2 separate regions of the Mus musculus genome follow, and region 2 is linked to region 1. Evidence: chromatin contacts called from public promoter capture Hi-C data. All regions are on one chromosome and are shown on one strand. The core of a region is the stretch at or near the end of the contact, and the rest is flanking DNA. Distances in the headings are between cores, read along the strand shown.

Region 1 (4,157 bases), core at 1,269-3,768:
ACCCTGTGTCTGGTATGGGGTCTCTCCATGACGAATACTCTAAAACTGATAGAACTGTATGTCTGAAAGAGGCAGTTATACAGTGCTTCCCGCACACAACCTTCCCTTTTTGCTCCTTTTTTTTTTTTTTCTTTTCCTAGCTGAAGCCCATGAGAGACCAAGGAGCCAGGCATCTGGATATCTTATGCAAAGAATTTATAGATGGGAAAACCACAAATTTAGAGCAACTGTGGTGACAGAGATGCATTGGACATGTTGGGGGCTTCGTCTCCTGCCAGTGGTTCTGGAAACTTTGGGAGGTGGGACCTAGCTAGATGAAGTATGTCACTGGGGGGACAGCTCATCATCTGACATGAGATGAGTCGTGCTCTGTCCCACGCCCCTGCCACTAGAATAGTGTGAAGAGCCACACATCTGTGGACCACGGTGCCTGAAACCAGGATCCCAAAATAAAAATATTTTCTCTTCATATTGTTTCTGTCAGGTATTTTTGTCACAACAATTAAGAAGCAACTAAGATAAAGACAAAGGGTAGCAAAGACTCCATTCGAGTCTGAGTCCCGTTAGACTTCCACAAACCACACAAAGGCTTTGGCTTTGACAGAGACAGAAATCTTCCACAGCGTATTTGAGCTGGCTTAGTCTTTACCTTTACACTTTATGAGACAGAGAATGAAGAATGAATGAATGAACGTATGAACAAATGAATGAAACAATTCCAGGGAAGCATGGCTGTGATCACCCCAGGTTAAGGAAGCTTAGTTGGCTTGTCTGAATTCTGAATATATTTTGAAAGTATAGCCCGCAGGGTTGACGTCAATTCAGGGCACAAAGATGTGAAAGGACATTTTAAAGTGAACTAAGGAATTTTACATGGAAACGTGGAAGAAGTTTGTCATGGTAACAGAAATGGGAATGTCTAGATAGGATAAGACTGTGAGCAAGATAGAAGATTGATTTCAGTGGACAAACCTGCACTAGTTGACTGGAAGAGTATCTATCGCGTATAGATGTCAAAAGATATGGACAGCTGTATCCTGGGTCTAAAATTCAAGAGTGTGAACGAGAGACCAGACCTTTGGGGCTTAGGCTCCATCTTAGAGAACCTGACCTAAGGCTGAACTCGAGTTAACTAACAAGCTGGCTCCTAGCACTAGGTTCCATCCAGGTTACTCCCCAACAAATCTGCACCCCCAGGTTCCAAGCCTGCCCCTGGTACTTCACTTCCTAACAACCATCAATCAGGAGAAAAGCAGAAGTTAAGTTTATGGTTTGCTCCCAGCACCAGCCAATTATGTTAAAGGACAATAACATTCTGTAACACTCCCTACCCTCATTCCCCCCACCACCCCTTCCCGGAATCAAATGTGTGCCAGGCTAGAAACTCCCTTGCTGGTTTGCTTGCCTCTATAGATACTGGCAGGGAAACTGGGCTGGGGCAGCTCCACCTTCCTGTCCTTCCAGTTTTGTTGAACTTAAATAAAGAGCCCATAATGTGATTTGTATTGGAGTAGGCTCCTAGTTGGTCTTTTGTACTGTTACATACACAAAGCTTAAGGATGATTGAACTGATGAAATTATCAAGAGATCAAAAGCTATTAAAGTAGCCCTTGTCGTGTTTTATAAAAATAAAGAGGAGAATATGTTTGGTGGATGTGTAGTTGGGTGTGGGGGAAGGGCATGCCTCTGAGGGCCCATGCTGAGGCATCCCTTCCCCTAAGGGACCAGCCACAGACTGTATAGTATAGAATAGAGTTTATTCAGAGCACGGGACGGAGGAGTTGAGGGGCTACAGGCAGAGATAGGTAGGTAGGGAGAGAGAGAGAGGGGGGGGGGGAGGAAGACGAAGAAGGGGAGGAGGAGGAAGAGGAGAGGCCGGTCATGAGCACACGGAAAGAAAGGGGGGTGGAGGGGAGAAAGGGAAGAGGACAGAGCAAGACCAAGAGAGTAAGAAAGAGAGGAGGGATGAGCAGCCCCTTTTATAGTGAGTCAGGCACACCTGGCTGTTGCCAGGTAACTGTGGGGCTGGCAGAACCAAGATTAAAAGCCAACATCCCTGCCCATCTGGAACTTTCTGCAGCTTATATTCCATTACTAAAACCGTGCAATTAGCATGTCTGTCTGTCTGTCCATGAGAAATGCCCAGAAAAATTAACAACCATCAGCGGGTTTTTTTAGCACTTGTGTTCCCTCACAGAGCACACACACACACACACACACACACACACACACACACACACACACACACATACATTCACTGGCAGGGGTCCATGAACAGGTGTGTTTGTACGAACCATGTGTTTATAAGCTTTTTCTAAAATGACAATTTTGAAGTGTAACAGATTGACTGGAAGGGTAAGCTAGCAAGCGAAGAAAACAAATCAGGCATCAGAAGCGGAAATAAATTGCTGGCAAATCTGAGAGTAAATGTCGTTCCTGAGACCCAGAGTGTGGAGGGAGGGGGATGGGACGAATTCTGTTATTTGTCTCCCTGCCAGAGTGAATACAAGCAAGAACCGCTGCTGCTTGGCCAGATGGAGAAATCATTGTGCCCCTGACAACTCTGCCTCTGCTCCTGGTTGCCTTGGTGACAGAGAACTTGTAACATGTAAATGAGGTGAAGAGAAATTAGTGGGAAAACAGGTGGCCCAGCTAACTCTACCTTGGGCAAAGGCAGGGAGGGAAGTCAATACTGGAGGAGACCAGGAGCCAGGAGCTCACTGTAAGGAAGGGAGGCATGGGGGCTGCCTCTTCAGAAACATCTTGGCGAGGCCAAACTTTCTACATCTCCTATTATTACATCTACTCAGCCTCAATTTAGATAACCTACAACCTCGGCACCCGGGTCCAGTCTGACATCGGAGGGAGGACCCAGTAGGTGTATGAGCAGAAGAAATTTAAAATCATTCTTCTCACACAAAGGCAAGGCATTCTGACATGCACCTGGCTCAGCACCAATTTCTACTCAAATCTCTGTCCCTCCATCCCCCCAGGGATGATAGCTACTCGCCATTTGAACATGAAGCAAAAATGTAAAACAAGATATTTAGCAGAATCTGTGAACGTGGTTCTGTCTGTCCAAACTGTCCTGATAAATGCAGGTCTCACAAGCCACAGGGGTAAGATTTAAGGAGTGGACATTTTATCTCCATTATAGGGAAGGCTACACACGAAACTGAGTCTATCTTCCATACCTGGAGGGAGCATCAAGTTAGAGGAGCCACAGAGGGGTCTGTGCAGAGAAAGGAGCACTGTCTCCAGGGTTGGAGCCATGAGAAGCCACGGTGTGACAGCTCTTTTTAAAATCTGATTTCAAATTCAAAATGCAAACTTGGCTTTGCATCCTGGAACAATGTATCTGGTAAACTGTAATTTGGATGTCTCAATGTTGGATTTCCAAATCTCTTAAAAAAATGTTTCAAGGGCAGGTTGGAAGGATTAAAGGACGAGGAAGATGGGAGGGAAAGGCATCTGTTTTTAATGTTGATCTTCTGCCTTGAGGACGGAGCATCTGGAGAGAGTGGGAAAGAAGGAAGCACGCAGACTGTGGACCAATAATGTTAGGAAGCCAATGATTTTGTTCTGTGGTTTCATGTCAGGAGGATGAAGGTGAGGCTGCCCGGGAGAAACAGGAAAGAAAGTCCAGAAAGGGGTGCCCATGAGGACGCTGGCCTTGTCATTTTCAAGCAAAGGTAGAAGATCCAGGCATGAGCCCAGGGACTATCAGCAGCTGCTCCAGAGAAACAGCACACTAAGCCTTGCAAAGCTGTGACCGATTTTCTGATTCCTTAGCATCCTGGGTCCTTACCCAAATGGCAATTGCCCATAGGAAGGACAGAGGAGGAAGGACTCATGGACACAGTCACTGCAAAACATGGGCTGCGCTGATGGTGTACACTTTAAGAAATGGGTGTCTTTTTTATTTAATAACCTGTCTCTGTTTGTCTCTGTCTGTGTCTCTGTCCTTCTCTCTCTGTCTTTCTCTGCCCCCCCCCTCTGCCTCTGTCTGTCTCTGTCTGTGTCTCTGTTTCTTCTGACTGTCTACCTCTGTTTCTCTAACCTACTTTCTTATAAACAGTGTTGATAACCTAAAGATAAAAATCCTTAGAAGCAAACTGGTCAGGGAAATTCATCCTTATTGATTGATTGATTGGTCT
Region 2 (3,922 bases), core at 833-3,332, 360 kb before region 1:
TTCGAGGCAGGGTTTCTCTGCATAGTCCTGACTGTCCTGGAACTCACTCTATACTAGGCTGGTCTCAATCTCAGAGATCCTTCTGTCTCTGCTTCCTGAGTGCTGGGATTAAAGGCTCGTGCCACCACTGACTGGCTCTGTCATCTTTTAGACTGCATCCTGTTCCACTGTGGCTATACCATAAGTAGGTCATTGAAGGGTGGTTTCTAAAGTTTGGCATTACAGAACCCACTTCAATGAATAGACTCACACATCTCATTTTCTGCTCCTAAGTGATCCAGATGGATTTGTTAAAGCAGAGTATTAGCATTCGCATCTGTGACTTGTGATCTGTGGCGCTGTAGTCGCAGGCACAGGTGGTTCCATCTACACACCAGCTAGCAATGTGGGTCCAAATAATCTTTAACTGAATGCATGTTGTGGTATTGTAGCAGCTACCTTGATTTGTTTCCAGGAAATTCTCTCTGCAAATGATATGATTGTTTATGCCACCCTGACTTGTCCCTCAGAGGCACACTCCTGTCCTCTGTCCCGCTCATCACAGGGGTCTGGCAGTTGTTCTCATCATAACAACAGCGTGAGACTGCCTCTTTTTCTAAGTGTTTGTCCCTCTATGGTCTCACTTCTGTGGCTAGGCCACCACCTCAAGCCCTTGAGAATTTCCCCTGAGAACCCAGCGGGACGACATCCCGGGATTCCGATTCCAAAGCCTTGAAGTAGATCAGCAGATCAACCTCCAAGAGACCTGAGTACACAGGCCCTGACCCCACATGCAGCTTCAAGCTTGCTGTCACCCTGTCCCGTCCCCCCATGCCTTCACCCCTACCCCCCTGCAGCCTTTCATCATCTCTGCCTCAAGGGGAGCCCATCTCTTCCCCAGGAGGAAAGCAAACAGCAGATGTGTGTGATGACAGTGTGGTGTGTGTCCCCAAGCCATGCAGGGGACCTCTGATCTCTGTCTGGCCTTGTTTGCAAATAAATGCCTTTCTCCTAACAGCCTGGTGCTTCGGAGAGGCAGGAAGGGGACAGCCCAGGCACCTGGAAGCTAAAAGGCTTTGCTGGCTAAGCAGAATATTTAAGAAGTGGTTTCTGTTGACATCTCCAGCTTGCGGTGGTTTGAAACTGTGTCAAAGTGTTTGCAAATATTTAGAGGTTCTCAGAGAGCGTGGTGTTGGGGTAGAGACAGTTCTCACAAAAGGCACTGAAGCCACACTCAGGGCAGTTTTGAAGACCCATTTGGAAGCCGACTGGGTAGAGACTTAAAGAGAATTGTGTGCTGAAGGGGCCGTAGGCAAAGGGAGAGTTGATAAATGTGCTGCTGACCTCTGCCCTACTGTGGACAGAACCAAATTGTCCAAAGAGACCTGCTCTCGGCCGTCTTCCTTATAGGAAGATCTAAAAGCAGGCTCTAGTTTAACACAAATGATGATGAGGGAAAGAGAGAGACGGTGATGGAAGGCTAATCCAGGAGTAGCAGCTCCCAGTCTTACCCACTGGGCCAGACAGACAGACCCTCCATCCTGTGGAATCCCAGATGCAACACTGGGGACCTAACCAGGGAGGCAGGCAGGATACTTCAGCAGATCAGACTCCACAATTCTGATTGGTACATCGAGTCTCTAGATTGAAAACTGTCAACACAATGACTTCAGTTTGTTGGTTGGTAACAAGTCTGTCATTTCAAGACTCTGCTTGTTGACGGCCACTTGTTTCTTACTGGCTGAGTCCTGAAAAAAAACACAGATCTTACCCTCCAATCTCCAACCGTGGAGATGACGGGTGGGGTGGGGGCAGGGCTCAGGGCTTTGTCAAGACAAGCAAATGTGCAACAAATCAGATGCTTTCTAGTACGGCTTCCTGGGAAGCCATAGCCCACCAGAACCATGACATCATGAACCCCTCTAATTACAGAGGATAAATATCTTACAGCAGGAGAGCTAAGACAGTAACATTTGGGGCAAGTGTGACCCGAATGTCAACTGATCAGATGAGTTGTAATTTTGTCGACTAGTCTGGGAGGCTTTTCCTGGCATCGGGGGAGTTCTTAGTATCAGGTGGAGAAGCAGTTTGTTCCGCAAACACTAGAGGGCAGCAGAAGGCAGCATTTGACAAATCCAAGGGCTCAGGCTGATGACCAGCTCAAGTCCCTGGGGCTATACACATCTCTCTTCTTGCTCAGTTGCCTCTGTTTTTAAGCCAGGAGATACCTTTTCCTGTTCAGGTAATAGCCTACTCCCCACCCCCACCCCCAATTCCTCCAAAGATACAGGGAGCTGGCTGAGGTTCCTGGTGCCTTAGCTCTTCCTGCGCCTCCTGACATGTCTCCAGTACTTACAAGGGTCGGGAAACAGAGGTCCCAGATGTGATTGCAGTGTGGCTCCTCAGACAGGCCACGGAACATTTGGAAGGCACAGCGGTCTACGTGTGGAGGAAGTATGCTTTCCCTAGCTACTTAGTTGCTGGCTTCAAGGGTGACGAGGCACCGCGTGTGGGCAGGCAAGGGTTTTTCGTAGCAGCAGTGTGGCTTCGAAGGAGACAGCTTTGAAGGCAGCCTCGCTCCCTGACCGCTGTCAGTCCCAGGAACAGTTTTCTGACTCCACCATCTTGGTTATAGCAGGGCTGGCTGTCTGCACCGCAGAGGCCAGTTCCTAGCGCTTCTCTCTGCTTCCTGAGCGCGCGCATGCACACGCACACACACACACTCTCTCTCTCACACACACTCACACACACACACACACACACACACACACACACACACACACGAGCATGTGCGCTTTTCTGGCCTTCCTATTTTGTCTGGAGCCAGTCTCCTGCATTCCTTCAGTCTCTTCCTATTTAATTAAAGTGGGTTTTATCTCTGACACTGACCCCGAGTGATACAGCGGCTGAAGGTGAGCAACAGCTATAACCTGAATCCAGCACTGTCATCTGGGTCTCTGACTGAGTCCCATTAGGTGACTCAGAGGGCGTCCCACCGTGAAGCCACACTTCCTTCATGACCACTGTGACTTGTCCCTGCTTCCACAGGGAGTGACTGCCTCCCTCCCCCTCCCGCTAATGGCACAGGGATATGGTGGGTGACAGGGCCAACGCTGAAGGTCAAGCTTATAGCCCCAGCTCTTCTAACAAGCACCGACTTAGACATGGAGACAGCCTAGAGTGGGTTATCAGGAGCTGAGCCTGCTCACAGTCTAGCATGGCTTGCCTGGGGTCCACAGCGAGCCAGACAGGTTTGAGGGGAGCTGCTGATATCCTCATCTACCTCCCAGGGCTTCCTGTGTGTGAAGCCCAGCTGGCCTGGGTTCCCTGCTGTGGTTCTCAGACCAGCATTAGAAATATAGAACCTGGAGCTGCATAGATAGCTCAGTGGGTAAGAGAATTTACGCTTGCAGAAGGACTCAGCACACACATGAAGCGACTGAGAATAGCTGTGTGTGCTTATAAGCCCAGCACTGGGGGACAGAGATAGGAGGAAAGCTGGGGGCTTGCTGGATGCCAGAATAGTGGGAAAAACAAAGAGGTACGGGCTGTGTGTGTGTGTGTGTGTGTGTGTGTAGGTCATAGGACAACTTGTAACAACTTGCAGCATTCTCTCTCTGTATAGCATGTGGGGATCCAGGCTCAAACTCAGGTTAGACGCTTGGCACTAGTTGCCCTTATAGCTGGCCCATCTCACTGGCCCCCAAACTGGGGCTTAGATCTGAGACCTTTTGTGTCAGTTGAACCGTGGTGGAAGCAGATACATCTAAGTAGGAAATCGTGGGTGTTCCTAAAGAGCATGTGTTGGAAGACGAAGGAAAAAGAAAGGATGGTTGATCTTGTTACCTTGATGGCGATTAGAATCTCCATGGTAACAAACCTCTGGGCATGTCTGTGAGGGAGTTTCTAGATCGAGGTTAATCACACCTGTCAAGGCAGTAAC

The links. Promoter capture Hi-C pulls out the DNA fragments that hold promoters and counts their contacts.
Region 2: a contact with region 1 is called in a promoter capture Hi-C map of hippocampal neurons, with 2.7 times the contacts expected there. The contact joins two enhancer-like sites. A contact is called at or near these places in 6 of 39 promoter capture datasets (the 3T3-L1 cell line, cranial neural crest, hippocampal neurons and 2 more), 1 of 484 Hi-C or Micro-C datasets (cortical neurons) and 2 of 115 datasets of contacts at active chromatin or transcription factors (embryonic fibroblasts and embryonic stem cells).

What each region holds. Positions count from the first base shown.
Region 1 is chr10:70,859,737-70,863,893 of GRCm38.p6, reverse strand. No RefSeq gene overlaps it. Among named protein-coding and RNA genes, the nearest start is that of 4930533K18Rik, 6.8 kb to the left of the region's middle. Within about 2 kb of position 2,518, at least 38 of the 459 cell types and tissues checked have an H3K27ac peak or open chromatin away from gene starts, as enhancers often do. A contact at or near this core is called in hippocampal neurons, where this site is marked.
Region 2 is chr10:71,216,606-71,220,527 of GRCm38.p6, reverse strand. No RefSeq gene overlaps it. Among named protein-coding and RNA genes, the nearest start is that of 1700113B09Rik, 17 kb to the right of the region's middle. Within about 2 kb of position 2,082, at least 37 of the 459 cell types and tissues checked have an H3K27ac peak or open chromatin away from gene starts, as enhancers often do. A contact at or near this core is called in hippocampal neurons, where this site is marked.